Linked DNA regions of Mus musculus: region 2 is linked to region 1. The links are chromatin contacts, called in public ChIA-PET maps. All regions are on one chromosome and are shown on one strand. The core of a region is the stretch at or near the end of the contact, and the rest is flanking DNA. Distances in the headings are between cores, read along the strand shown. Region 1 overlaps Zfand3 (zinc finger, AN1-type domain 3). Region 2 overlaps Btbd9 (BTB (POZ) domain containing 9).

Region 1 (7,364 bases), core at 1,071-3,570:
GGACCTGTGTTGTGTGACCTCATCCAGACTTTGGCCTGCTTAAGTAACGGTACTTTCCAGAATTAGACACAAACTTCACTGATACTCATCTAGGAGAAAAGATGGCACTGAAATCTCAGCTAACAAGGAATTATGTTCCAGGGTTGGGCCATCGTCCAGCAAAAGCAGCGACAGGCTCAAGGGGTGAACAGTGTTTACTGCTCGTCTGCTTGGTATTTGTGGTCTAGAAATTCTGGGGCTGAGCAGAGGAGGAAAGAAACTACTACATCCTGTGGCTGAAGAGCACCAAGACGCATGGAGGGGAAAACAGCTTCAGGTCACAGGAAGCAAAGAAGAAACCTGCTGCACATAACTCAATACACTCAGGCCATGTGTCCTAAACCAGGGGCACCCAGGGCACCGAAACACACAAAGAATTCACGAAGACAGGCTGGGTCCTAGGTGGACAGCAGGGCAGGACAGGGTGGCAGGGAGGTGCACTGATGCTGAAGTCTCCAGCTGAGGGCAGGAAAGGACACTGCACAGGCAGTCAACAGACACAGTAAGCACTACAGTCCACAGGGAAATCCAGGCGGTGACGCTGTGGTATGGAAAACCTACCTACAAGCCACACACAGCTTCCCTGCTGAGCCCTGTGCACATCTCCCACACTCTCTTGGACACACTCCTTAAACACAAGCACTAGCTCTTGCCAGGGTGAAGGCAGCGGTGGGAAATTAACCCTTAAATTGTACTTAATGCTGAAAAGACAATTTCAGCCGAAGACTGAAGAAAAGCCTGGGTGCAGGAGGTGCAGTAGGTGGACCAAGGGCAAGTGTGTGCTCAGCATTTAACCTACGGCCCTCTCTGTGCATCTACCCGACAAGAGGAGAAAAGAATGGAAGGAAGGCCCACAGCCCCAGGAAGCGTGACTGTGTTCACAGGTGACATGCCACGCGTGTGCAGCATCTTAGGAAGGTGGCACTAACAGGAGCTAGAGAGGCTGCAAAAAAAAAACTACTGTGCTTCCCGAGGGAACAACAATCTAACAAGAGGTACTGGGGATTCTAAGCACAGTACCATCAGAAATTCAAAGTACTTTGGGACAGCTGCACAGAAGACACACTCTGAGAACTATAAAACAGGGCTGAGTAAGTGTAAGACCTAAGTGAACAGAGAGAGGCTTGTGCTTGACGTCTGGAAACGCTTAGGGCAGCAACTCCAAGCCTTCACTATCAGGCTCAAAAGCAGGAGCTGCTGCAGGGTGGGAGTGTGCAGCCTCAGGTCTGTGTGTGTGTGTCTGTGTGTGTGTGTACATGTGCGTGCGTAAAGTGAGTGATGTTTGAAAGGTGAAGCGACAGTTCACCAGGATATCTGCAGAGTGAAGGCCCATGGAGAAAATGCTCAGTGTGTGCAAGAAGAAGAGAGTTACCACTGGGTGGACAGGCACTCGCTAGGACAGCTGGAGAGGAGCAGCCCAGTGCTGAAGGTTGCCAAGAGCACGGAGAAGCAGTGCCGGCGACCTGTGACCTGGCACAGCCGGGAAAGCTGCTGGTGCTGGCTAGTGTCAGACGCTCACTTACCACTCAACACTCCACCTAAAGATTTCTAGGTAGCACTCACTGCAGCTGGTAAACACGGCCTACCCTCTCAATGTGGCATTCTCAGAGGAAGACTGACTGATAGCAACACAGACGACTCGCAGAGCCTGCCATGTGGCACAGACCTAAGACTACACACTATGAATCCACGAACTCTAAAATTCTAGAAAAATCAAAACTGCCAAAGAAAGCAGGTCCGTGGTTGGCTAGCCCTGGGCAGGGGGTGAATGTGCTGGAGGGGCTGAGTCCTTCTAGAAGGGCGGACTAAAAAGCCACCGGTAAAGACTACACAACCTCAATGAATTTACCTCAACTTTCTGAACTGCAAAACGGAGAATTTTATGGAATGGAAAATGTTATTGTATATTCATTTTTAAATTTTTTAAATTCTGGACAAAGAATTAACCAAAATTGTTTATTACTAGATCAAATCTATAAAATATCAGTAATGTATATGTCAGAATATCGCCATTTGTCTATAAACAGTCTGGGCTCTGGTAGGAGCTAAGGCGGCGGCAGCTACACACAGTCACTGAGGTGAGATCAGGTGTCTGGTATATGATGAATGCAGCCTCTGCCACGGGCTGTTTGGCTTGGGCAGGGCAGCACCCACACCTGTGCTGTGCCCACATGGCCCTGGCCAGGCACCCAGGCAGGCTGGACCTCTGGAGGGGAGCAGGTCTGACACTTCGTTAGCTGTGACAGACAAGCAGCACAGGGACTCGGCAGCTGTTTGGTTTTAGCCCAGAGCTCTTCTTGCACAGGAAGGGGAAGTGGCCATTTTGTATGAGCCGGCACAGTGAGGGGGGAGTGCGACTTCTCTCACCTAAGCTAATTCCCACCAGAGGATAGTTTTTCCCTTTTGGGAGTGTGGACAAGACTCACCTTCCTCTTGAGCCATGGGTAGCACACATCCTAGTGTTACCTCAGGAGTAGGGGAAACGTGGGCCTTCATTACCAGACTCAAAAGCAGGAGGCCTGCAGAGTGGGTCTCTCCATTGCCATCAGCCAGTTAGTTCCGGCTGTGTGCTTGACTTAAAAAAAGAAGTCAGATCATGTTGCCCACTGACGGTGCTTGCCCTGAGCTAACATCCGACCTCCTCAACCGAGAACGGGCAGCCTCTTCTTTCTACTAGACCTGATGCCAGTTCTACCCAGCTGCAACCCCCCCCCCACAACAAACACTGCCCAAGTGTTCACCTTTCCTCCATCTAAGCCATACCCATCCTTAAGGCCTGAAGGGCAGAAGCCAGTCCAGCCTTCCAGGTGGGATGAAGCCCTCCCGCCCATCCTCTCAAGGCATCTTGTAACTTGCTAACGACTCCAGTGCTGGCTTGTCTGGCGACAGGCTGTTCCGTGTGTGCGTGCCTTCCTGTCAGGCCCAGCATAGGACCCCTCCTACAACCCTTGCAGAAGTAGCTGGTTTTGGAGTGGGGGGAGGAAGGGAAACACAGGGACACATCCTGTTATGCTCCCACTCCTCCCTCAACTCCTCAATGGAGACAGGAGCGGGGCTGAAAGAACTTCAATTGGCCAAATGTGGAACAATGTGAGTAATGGAAAACATTATCTATAGCACTGACTCATGAGTCAGGGGAGGGAGGGAGGGAGGGAGGGAGGGAGGGAGGGAGGGAGGGAGGGATCCATGGCAACTACAGGTTTAAAAAAAAAAAAGGTGTCTCTACTCAAAGAATGCCAGTGCCAAACAGAAACTGTGGAATCAAATCATTCTGAACTGTCACATGAGACTGGTTCAGGCAAGAGTCATAACTAGATGCCAAACCTCAAGGACATCATTTGCTTTTTTGGGACAGGGTCTCCCTATGTAGCCTTGGCTGTCCTGGAATTCTCTGTATAGACCAGATTAGCAAACTCCAAGATCTCCTGCCTCTGTCTCCAAAGTGCAGGGATTAACAGCATAAGCCACGGTGCCCAGCCTCTCGGGAGGCTTTGATGAAAGCATGGACAATACTGCCAAAGTATGCCGCACGCACAACCGCGTGCACTAGCGGAGGTGGAGAGTCGAGTGTGCACACGAATCAAACCGCATCAACAGCGAGAGACTGGAGAGCACTGAGCCTTCCAGAGTGAAGCTCCAGGACAGCTCATAGCACAACGGACAGCAGCTGAGAGAGAGTGCACAAGTGAACAGATCCCAGATGAAGGGCGCTTGGACCTTAAAACCCATGACATTTGTGTGCGTATATGTGTGTGTGCATGTCCAACAGAGAGGGCCTTATTTTAAAATATTGAAATTGTAAAACAGAAAGTTGGTAAGAATGTTCTGGATTAAACCACACTGAAGATAATAAGCACAACACCTGATCAAGGACAAGAGCTTGCAGCGAAGGGGAGAGCAACTCTGGAAGTTTAGCATTGCTAAATCAGCGCGCGCGCACGCGCGCGCACACACACACACACACACACACACACACACACACACACACACACACACACACACACGAACCATGGGCGGAGGACCCAGGGCAGCAGCACTGGAGTGAGCTCCCTAAAGCTGGAGTGTGCTGCAGGGACTGGCTTTACACAACAGTGTCTGTCTGTGGCCCCAGGGAACACTTCAGAGGACGACAAAGCCGAGGTGAACACAAGCAGCTCTCAGATAATGGCCTGAGACAAAATGTTATTTCCAAATAGAGCTGAAAACAAGACCAGGCCTGCTGTTCAACTGCTTGCATGAAAAGTCCTAAAGGCTGAAGGGTGTGCAGAGTGGTAGTAACGGTCACGCGGGACTCGCTTCACTGAATCTCTGGGGGCAAGCGTGTCCCAACATACTGCCCAGGAACTTCTCACGGCACCACACTTAGCCTTTGGTCTGTGAGCTCGCACATCCCACATCTCTTGCTCCTCATAGAACTTAACAAAATCCTTGAAAGGTCATCTCAGAACAGCTGTTAGTGACAGTGAATGACAGACCCAGAGCGGCCACAGCAGCCCACGAAGACAACACACCACAGAGTCCCACGCACCCCATGCAGAGCCCAGCCCCAGCACCATGGGCCCTGACACGAACAGAAAACTTACTCTGAAAACAGTCAAGAACGTGAGATTACCATGAGGTCATAAAAGTGCCTCTGGTCCTGTGTGAAGCCCACTAAGTTGCCACACACTAAAAACATACAAACATGTACACAAGACCTTACACTAGTCCTTGACAGGCAATTCTGTGCTCTTGAGAAGCAATGCTATGCAGAGGGCACAGCATTAGGTGCTGTGCATGGCCCAGACTCAGAACATCCTCTAGATGGCCTTAGGAGACAAGACTTGCAATGACCAATTCTGCCACCCTGTCAAGCAGAAACTCAACAAGCAAGCCTGCTCTGTGTGGCTGTCTTCTGTCCCGAGACCTGGACTTTGGAAGACGCTCTAGGTCAGAGGACCAGCCTACCCACACCACATGTCCTACATGCCTTGTCTAACTGGTACCTGGGAAGACTGCGCAGGAGAAGGGGGTTCTTTTGGGACTGTTGACAAAAGGTTATCTCAGTCACCGTGAGACAAAAGAAATCATCTTCAAACCCACCTACTTATTGCAAAAGCCCAGGGAACGTCATCCTGGCAATTAACAATTCCTATCAGCACAGCTGTCCTGTGTGAGAAGGCTCGGAACTCGCCTTACAAATTGCTCTTCTGAAGATCAAAGGGAAGCTGAATGTCTGTGTGCTCTCGATGAGACTGTAATTTAATGGAATTTTTAGAGAAGGCTTTGCTGGCAGTGCTTGGATGACAGCCCCGGGGCGGAGGATTCTGGGGAGCTTGGCCACTCTTCCCTTTGGAACGTCTTCTCTGCCTTTAATTGGCACCTCATTAGAAATTAATGAAAATGACATCCTCTCTTCTTCCTGCTCTAGGCACTGAATGCTACAAAAAGGCCCATCACAATTCATAACACATTCAATTTATATAGCAATGGCTCTTAAGCATTATTTATGAGATGTGAATTTCTTGTCAGCAGTTAATAACCTGTACAGAATGGAAGGGGAATGGAAGAAAAGATCGGGAATATATACAGAGAATGATTATTCTGCAGTGGAGAAGTATTCTGTTTTAAGTTCAACTATGTTGAGTCCTCCCTTTCAGTAGTAAATATGTTTCCCTCTAACACCTTCCAGGGCAGTTCATATCTTCAAAACACTCCATGTATCCTCAAGGAAATCGCCACACAGCACAGCCCACCCTCTCCTAGAGGAATCCAAGCAGGCAGCCAGGAGAGCAGCACAAAGCAGTTAGTCAGAGCCGGCCCCAGAGCACATGTGCTCCTGAGGCCCTTCATCTTTAAACAGTGGCAGGTCACATAGTCGCCTTTCTGAGCTCATGGTCAAAGGCTCTCCTTGACCAGAGTGAACTCCAGCTCTCTAGGAAGGACCCACCTAAAGGGACTTTTATCTTAGAATTGGTCAAGGAACTACATGTTGTTACCTAACTGAGAAAGAACTCAGGTCTATAGTGAACTCTACATAGAGACCCAGCCTCCTGGTCAGGGGTGAGGATAACTGAGACACTTTGATGGTGCAGCTGACCACAGAGAGAGGCACAGGGCCATCTGATAACTACTACCTGACGTTTTTCAGCTGGGTGCTAAGACCTGTGGAAACTGAGTGGTTTGCATCAAAGCGTCAGGGTAAATGTGGAGACCTGGGTCTTCTAAACTACTCTGTAAACTCCCTTGCCTGCCTGAAGAGGAAATTCTGGGAGCATTAGCCACTGCCAGAGGCAAAGCAGCAAGCCAACTGCTTCATCTCCCTCAGCAAATCCTACAGGCTGCCACACACCTAGTCACTGCTGAGGAGGAAACAAGCATATTTCTACCTCTCTAGTCAAGAGACAAGCAGTCTGTATAATAAGGGCAAGGAGAGCTAACAGAATGCAGAGCTGAAGACCAGCACAGCTCATCTCAATACAGAGCAAGAACCTGCAACCTCAGGGACCATACGGACCTGTCAGTATGGAACAAAGCCACCAGACCCCAAAATGTCCTCAGCTTGCCACAGAACTACCCTGCCTCACTGGGCCACACCACGGGTTTTAGGGTAAGCCGAGTCTAAAACCCTGCAGTGTCTGCTCCCGCTACCCAACTCTCTTCTTTACTCACAATTCACAGCAGAAATGAATGCCACACCCCACCTTCCCTGTCCCCACAGGGAGGGACAGTGACAAACATAGACCGGTCATGCCAGGAACAGCATTTCGACAAGCCAGGCCACCCCATGCTCCCCTAGTTACACAGCTCAGACAGCTGAGGCACAGAGCAGAAAAGGTTCTCTCTTTAGAAGTCACTCAATGCCCCAAATTGAACTTGCCAGCTCCCAGTACCCTTAATGTAGGACAGCTACAGCTCAACAGAGCGCAGAGGTAAAGCCCACCTCTTAGAATGGAAGGTGGAGAATTCTCAGAGGCTGCCAGATGACAACTCTATTCCACAGACCATGGGACAGGAAAACTGTGAGCTATCATTTCATCTTTGTGCCATGATATAGGAAGAAAAGCAGAATTTGCCTGTTTTGTTTCACTGTGTGCAGGACAGAGTTTAGAAATCACATCTGCGTGCCGAGTCCTAAGAGGCAGGCGGCCCACGCTGAGCAACGGAGGCTCCACAAGGAAAGCATCTAATCAAGCCATAGCTGACAGGGGTGCGGGGAGGAGTATATTAAAAGCTCTTCCAAGTGAACGTATCTGCAGTCTCACGGCGCACCTCACAGACTCCTGTTTGTTTGTTTGTTCCTTTCTAGAGTCTTGACTGGAGAGCAGTCAAGCGCAAGTGTGTGT
Region 2 (7,615 bases), core at 179-2,678, 170 kb before region 1:
TGAACAATGCCAGCATGCATCAGTTCAGCTCCAGTTTTCTTTGTACACAAGTGCAATAAAATTTGATATGTATTGCAGAATGTTAGGAGATTTTTCAGTGGCTAATGATTATGTAGTGATTCCCTTTTATCGTAGAGTTAACACAGCTCATTTCTGGGTTTACAATAACCTTGGTATAGCTTTCATTTTGTTTAACTGCACGTACACACACACACACACATCATTATTTGTGATGTGTGTGCTTTATTTGTGAACCCCCAAATACAGTATTTCTTTTACTCAGATTGTAAAAAATATTATCAACTTTAGGATATATTTTCTTCCCTTATTTTTTTTTTAATTTCCTGCTTTCTAGAACACTAATAAATATTTAAATGCAAATACCACTAAAACCTCTCTCCATCTTTGGTATACCCTTCAATATTATGTTTACAATGTAGCTTCGTGTTTAGCAGTCCTTAGCCAAATGATATATGGTTTCCTTTCTGCAATCTTTCTTCTTAAATCAAAGTGTGAGCCTTTCCCAAATGTTTTCCCTTCCTGAGCCCTTGTTCACTGTGTATAATGCGCACATTGAGGGGCAGGGATGAGCCACACAGGGATGCTTTCTTACATGGCCTCTGTTGCTCATTAAACAGCAGTTCATAATGTGAAATATGCTCCTTGCTTTACACCTAGGGCTGCAGGCACCAGTGCTTTTCTGGTCACAATTACCCTGTCTGTCTGTCTGTTTGCTTGCTTGTGCTGGCTCAGGGTTGATTGCTTTGGGAAAGTTTCAACAAATCAGTTCCATAATAAACTATGTCCACTTGAGACCTGGAGCTGCAGAGGCTGCCCTGTCTGTCTTCACCTTGCAAGCCAACCATGGTGGATTTGGTTTTCCGCCTGCCCTTTCCCACAGACCTTGTCTTCCTTGAGGAAGTCTGTTCAATAATTCAGATAGTTAACTTCCTTTGAGCAAGAATGGGTCTGAAATTGGTACCAGAGTTCAAATATCTGGTGACCTCTCCTGCTGTGGTTCTCAGGGAGGGACACTTGTCCAGAAGATGCTTTTCCAGCTGCAGCCACTTGGCTATGCTGCTGTGGACCTTGAATCCTGCAATGCTCCTTGGGTTTCCATTTGAACCTGCCCAGAAGATGGTAAGCACCCTGAGGGCACACACAAGCTTTGTAACTTAGCATGGAATCAGTCCTCTTCATGCCAAGGTCTGCCCCACATTGTGCCTCCTGTGATCCTCCAGGATGTAGCTGATACTAATGGACAGCAGGACATACAATTTACTTGTTTAATAAACAACTTCACAGTTTCCACTGAGCATAACTTTGACCAAATTTATGTTTCATTGTGGCATTGGCAACCATGCTTTACATAGGAAGAACCCCTGCAGACCACATCAGACCTCCACGGATGACGTGGCTTGCTTCTCCTTCAGTGCTGGTTTTGTCTGAGCACTCAGCATTTTGTCCCAGAGAGGAGTACTGATGATGGACTGAATCTGAACTCTTGCCCCTCATCTCTCTGGAGTGCTGGCTATCGTACTACAGCTGCAGCGAGAAGCTGCCTTGTGGTTTCCGACATTGTGTTCTAAAGATCGCTAAAATGTCTCTTGCCACTACAGGCAGACTAGAAAAGCTAGTGACAGTTTTCTGAGATGCAGTGGGTGCATCCCTGGATCCATCAGTGCTTTTGAGCCACATAAAAGGTATTGATCTCATGCCGACCTCTGTGCAGGCCTCCCCTTCTCCCTCAGGGCTCTATTGTGTGCGCACACCGTGGGGGAGGAAGATGGAACTTTCTTTTTCAAATAATTTGTTTTAAACTGAAAGCATTTTCATTAATTACTTCTTGATTCTGTTGATTATGCCAAAATGAGACATTTCAGGGAGATATAGATAATTCTTTTCTTAGGTTATCATAAGTTAAAATGCTGCTTGGTTTTAAACGGCACGATTATCCAGAAATTTCTGAGTATTCATAAGCCTGGCTCTGAAGTTACAGACTGTAACTTTCCTGTGTCTTCTACATTTATGCTGTTGGATGCTTAATAAGCTTTTTTTTTAAAAAAAAAAAAAAAAAAGAAAAGGTATGAAGTCACAGGTAGATTGAGAGGTAGGAGGAGTGGGTATGGATCTGGGAGTGAGGGGTGAGTATGAGCAGAATATCTTATTTATAAAAATGCCTAAAAGAGAAAGAAAAAGAAAGGCTGCAGCTAAGCCTGGGGGGGGGGGGGGGAGAGGAAGGGTGAGAACAATATGAGTGAGTACAGGTTCCTTCAGAAACGTGTGACCGCAAGACGGAAGACAAATACCGGGAGTGTTTACACCCTTGAACTTTGGCACATTTAGCCCTTCAAAGGTTTAAAAACAGTGCACATTATTTCAACAGTACATGAAAGATTAGGTTTAGCAGATAAAAACAATGTGTAAAACAGGAGTTCGAACAAAAACTAACAAGCTTATTTTTCAGATAGATTCTAGGCATGGAAGTGTTAAATGCTGCTTACTGTAACGTCTTTGCAGCATCCTTTTATCTTTGATTTTTAATGATATTAGCTGTAGCTCTGAATTTTAACCTAGTGTTACGCTTCTCCCTGTCTTCTAGCATTAAGAGTAGAAAGAATGCTTTTCTGAAGTCAGATTTCACACTTTTCATAAAAAGGCAGTGGTGGTGCACGCCTTTAATCCCAGCACTCGGGAGGCAGAGGCAGGCGGATTTCTGAGTTCGAGGCCAGCCTGGTCTACAAAGTGAGTTCCAGGACAGCCAAGGCTACACAAAGAAACCCTGTCTCGAACAAAAAGAAGAAGAAAGAAAGAAAGAAAATAGAAAAAAAGAAGATGAAAAGGAAACTGCTGTGTGTGTGGGTGCACCCCTTTAATCTCAGCACTCAGTAGGCAGAAGCAGGTGGATCTCTGTGAGTTTGAGTCTAGCCTGGTCTACAGTTCAGGATAACCAGGGCTACTTAGAGAAACCCTGTCTCAAATGCCCCTCCTAAAAAAGGAACTATCATAATACATCCCTGCCCACCCTATGTGTGGTGTGTGTGTGTGTTGTGTATTTAAGTAATGTACTAATAATGTGAAAATACAGGGATGACTGGTCATGATTTCTGTATTCAGTGAACGTAATATCTTATTAATTCTGGTCCAATTCAGAGAAATAAATCAGTGCACAAAATACTACTACCCCAGAGCAGAAAGACTGCAGGTCTGAGTAATTATGTGAGGTGGGATCTGTTTACTGATCACTCTGTGAGCTCCCTGAATCCTAGGTCACTCTCAGGGGTGTCCAGGGGATCTGGAAAGAACAAACCAGTGCATTTTACTTTTGACTTCATGAGGCTATGTAGCCTCCTGAAGAGAGGAGCGCTGTCCTCAGCAAGTGCTGCTTACTGTGTCTGGTGCTGGTGAGCACATAAACAGTCCTTAAGCTGCGGAAGAGCTGACTGAGCCTCCCTCTCCCTTCCCTGTGGAGGAAGGAAAGCAGACAGGTTCAGCAGGGAAGCCGGGGTGGGGTGGGATGGAGGAACCCAAGGCTCTGTGCATGCTAAACCCCCGGGCCTGATTAGCATTTCCATAAACTCTGGCAGCCGGTGTTATATTTGTGTCCTGGCAAGTATAAGAGTCTGCTGGCTGCAGAGGAGCTGTGAATGCATCAGTGGTAGTGAGACACACACCTGTGTCAGGTTGGGAGGTTCTTGGGAGGACGAGCACACATAGGGTGCTAAGTGCTTCAGTGGCTCAGCTTGAGGGTACTAAGCACTTAGCACCCCATGTGTGATTTTGGTGTCAGTGCTGAAGAAGTCAAGAACATACTCTCTTTCAAAAAGAAAATAAACACAAAGAATGATTTGTTGCTCTTGAAAATATGGATGGACATGGTCTTACAGTTTCATACTTTAAAGCATATGTGAGCCTTTTTTTTTTTTTTTTCTTGGAGGATCTGTAGATTGATGGAGCAAGATTTTCTTCCAACTGGATAGCAATACGTTTGACTTTTAGAAAATGAGTTATGTCAGTCCACGCCAAGCCAGTGAAACCCCACCTCACAGCTGCAGAAATAGCCCGGGGAAGTGACAAATTAGTGTTCCTCATCAGCCTGTGATTAGGCTTAGCATCTTTTAATAACGAATGTGACTCTGCATTGGAAGAGGATAAACTGGCAGTTTTTACAAAGATAGAGTCTCCCAGGAATTTTGGTGATATTTAAATTTTAATTACTTTAGATGTGGGGCTATGAGAATGCTGAAGGTATGGCTAAAAATCCTGTCACTCAGGGCTCCAGAGATGCTTTTTCCTTGATGGCATGTGTGACTGCTGATCTAGGAGAGAGCCATGTGTACACTGTGATGCCCGTGGGATTTGCAAGGTGGGGAGCAGCTCATTGAAACTACTTACTAACGTTGAGCCATTGCGACTTCTTTTTCTTTTTGTGTTATTACTCTGTGCATAAAACCATCCCTCTTGGTCTTATATTTGTTGTCTAAAACTTATATTAGTCTTTCCCTTCATTTTTATGAAAATTAAATTAGCCATTGAGACAAAAAGGGGCATAAGGAATAAGGACATTCAAATGTTTCTTATCACAGTTAGGTGCAGGGAAGAACGGTCTGGAGGCATTAAAGAATGGCCATGGCTGCTTACAGGAGTCACTGTGGTGCATTTCTGAGCTAGCCTTGTCTACATTATTTTGAGTATGCTGACATGCAGAGTACAGATAGTAGAGTCTATGGCTTCAGGAAGACACACAGGCGAGAGCAGCAGCCTGTCCTTCAGTAATGGATCATGGCTATCAAAGTGACCTTGAGAAGTGCCCATCTCATACACCCCATGTTCCTGCACATGACTGTGTATCACCCTGGGCAGAGCAGGCCTGTCTTGTCTGCTGCTGGATGAGCTCTGGGAGTCCTCCAGGTGTTCTGTGCCCACCACACCAGGCTGCTTCTCCTCACTGCTGCTTCACTGCTGGATACTTGCAGAGTGAATTTCTGTTCTTTAGGAAGAGAGCCAAAGTTCAACTCTTGCACAATAAAGGGTGTCATCTGTGCACAGTCCACAGAATGGTAAATTGTCCTGGGCTGTACAGATCCTCTTTCAGTAAACTAATACTGCTGAGATCCATTAGAGCCACGGGGGCTGCCAACTCCTTACATCCAGACTCATCAACTTGGTTTTTGCTGACCACACAGTCAGCAAGAGCAATGTGATAAGCCTTGGATGATAAACATGGTTCTGTTACAGAGACACAATGGATCACAGCCGAGAAGAGAAAATGTTTTAGATGAGGAAAATAAATGCCAGGAGCAAGGTCCTTCTGGATGAGAGCAAGGCCTTCTGGTTCTAAGAGTCCTGTTTCCTGTGTGAAATCTGGAAAGGAGGAGGAAACAAACAAACAAACAAACAATGGCAAAAGTGTCCTTAATGTTTCACATCAACCTTCAGCCTCAGGCTCCTGCAAGTTTGCAAACAATACCAGGGAAACCTTTGACTCCAAAGCATTAAAGGCAGACTTCAGTGCTTGCTTAATAGAGTAGAGGCATTTGTTGCAATGAAATGCAGATCTTCTGCTAGTGGGGATTTATTGTGCTGCTATAGCGTCTTTATTATTTCCTATAAAATACAATCTGATGTAAAAATAACTGGTCCTGTGACACTTACAAGGTTGAATCTGATGGGATGTCCATTGCAGATGAATGGCCCTGTGAATAATTTATGTGTATTGTCACTTCTGTGTGGATTCTCTTAGACCCACGGTAATTAGCAATAAGTTCTAAGGTAAACCAGGGAGTAGAAGTACCAGAAAGTCATGTAGGTTAGTGAGCTCTATTGATCCTTTAAAATAACTCCATAGTAGCGACCATGGGAAAAGAGCCAGTGTTTTTCCAAGTCTGATTAATAGCTGATTTAATTCATAAGCCTTAAGCCCAAAGCAAAGATTCATTTGTTTTCAATTCTGTTTTATGATTTTTGGAGCATTGGAGCTTGGGTAGTTTATTTAAATGAGGTACATTTATGACTTTTAATATGATTGTCCTCCCATTTACACAGAAAGTAATATATTATATTCAAGGAGGCAGGTCTAATGAGTAATAGTGGTCATGAAATAAAAGAAAGTGATATGGATTCCATACTGGATGTCACTTTGCCATCGCAGACACACTTAAGTCTTTTATATTACAAGGAGCTAAAAGTTACCCAGATGAAAGCAAAGTGGAATTTATAATCAGGGAGCAGGGAGGGCTGATGGAACCAAGGCAGGAAATGAGCACAAGCCTCATTAGAGAGCAGGCGAGGGCTGGCCCGCCCGCGCTCCTGGGCTGTTGTGACTGAACACCCATTTCTCAACACAGCTTTCACTCAGACTGGCTTTCCCTTTTCTAGTGATGATTTGTAGCCAGTTTTCCTCATTTCAGAGTAAGACTCCTTCTTAAAGAATCACCAAAAGCCTTGATTCCTGGTCAAGTGTCCAGAGTGCTGTCAGCAAGTGCGGGGGCCAACACCAAGACCACACTAGGGCTTCCAGCTCTGCCCAGGGCATCTCTCCTTCCTTCCTTCTCTTCTGTACCTTGCCTTCTGCATGGTTGTAGGCACTGCAAGTTGTTGCTTTACAGAGCACAGAAGAAAGGAGGTGCTGAAGATGTTTCAGGAGCTTGAACCTGTCAGTGTGCAGAGGGAACTGCAGTCTGATGGGCACCAAGGCAGCCTAGAAAGGAGACTGGAGGGCAGGTGTGGTTCTAGGTCTGTATGTGCAAGGCCAGCTTAGATGGTGTCTTAGTCAGGGTTTCTATTCCTGCACAAACATTATGACCAAGAAGCAAGTTGGAGAGGAAAGGGTTTATTCAGCTTACACTTCCATACTGCTGTTTATCACCAAGGAAGTCAGGACTGGAACTCAAACAGGTCAGGGAGCAGGAGCTGATGCAGAGGCCACGGAGGGATGTTCATTACTGGCTTGCTCAGCCTGCTCTCTTATAGAACCCAAGACTACCAGCCCAGAGATGGTCCCACCCAGAAGCGGCCTTTCCCCCTTGATCACTAATTGAGAAAATGCCTTACAGCTGGATCTCATGCAGGCATTTCCTCAACTGAAGCTCCTTTCTCTGTGATAACTCCAGCTGTGTCAAGTTGACACAAAACTAGCCTGTACAGATGGTTTGGTTGGTGGTTTTCCCAGCGAGTTGGTAACTGAACTGGCAGATTTATAGTTTCCAAAGTATGAAGGGTAAGGAGGAAGAGGGTGTGAGCAGAGCAGATGCACTGTTGGAGTGACTTAGGGGTTCTGAAATAGAAGGAAAAGGCTGTGAGGAGTGGGGAGGAGCTCAAGGGCTGTTATTACGTTGGGATTGTGAGAAGAGTTCATCCCAACTTTGTTTTTGAAGCCGGGGAGGCAACAGTGGTGGGCGCTATGGTAGAGGCCAGAGCAGCTTTGAGTGGAAGGTGAGTCCAGAGGTGGCAGCCGAGTAGAGGCATGTGTCTCGAAGCACACGTTTACCCTGCAGGGTTCACTAGGGCAGGGCATGCTCAGCCTCCAGTCCAGCAGGGGCTCGATAACACTGAGGAAGGTACTGTGTCTGAGTTGTGTATGCATGGTGTCTTGAGAGGATTGGCACAGAGTGCA

The links. ChIA-PET counts read pairs in DNA pulled down with a chosen protein or histone mark.
Region 2: an RNA polymerase II ChIA-PET map of memory CD8 T cells shows a contact between it and region 1, with 16 read pairs. The contact joins two enhancer-like sites. A contact is called at or near these places in 1 of 115 datasets of contacts at active chromatin or transcription factors (memory CD8 T cells) and 2 of 9 other capture datasets (embryonic stem cells and embryonic tail).

What each region holds. Positions count from the first base shown.
Region 1 is chr17:30,192,782-30,200,145 of GRCm38.p6, reverse strand. The region is part of intron 5 of Zfand3 (zinc finger, AN1-type domain 3); the gene reads right to left. Among named protein-coding and RNA genes, the nearest start is that of Zfand3, 190 kb to the right of the region's middle. Within about 2 kb of position 2,320, at least 107 of the 459 cell types and tissues checked have an H3K27ac peak or open chromatin away from gene starts, as enhancers often do. A contact at or near this core is called in memory CD8 T cells, where this site is marked.
Region 2 is chr17:30,358,249-30,365,863 of GRCm38.p6, reverse strand. All of the region lies in intron 6 of Btbd9 (BTB (POZ) domain containing 9), which reads left to right. Among named protein-coding and RNA genes, the nearest start is that of Btbd9, 210 kb to the left of the region's middle. Within about 2 kb of position 1,428, at least 15 of the 459 cell types and tissues checked have an H3K27ac peak or open chromatin away from gene starts, as enhancers often do. A contact at or near this core is called in memory CD8 T cells, where this site is marked.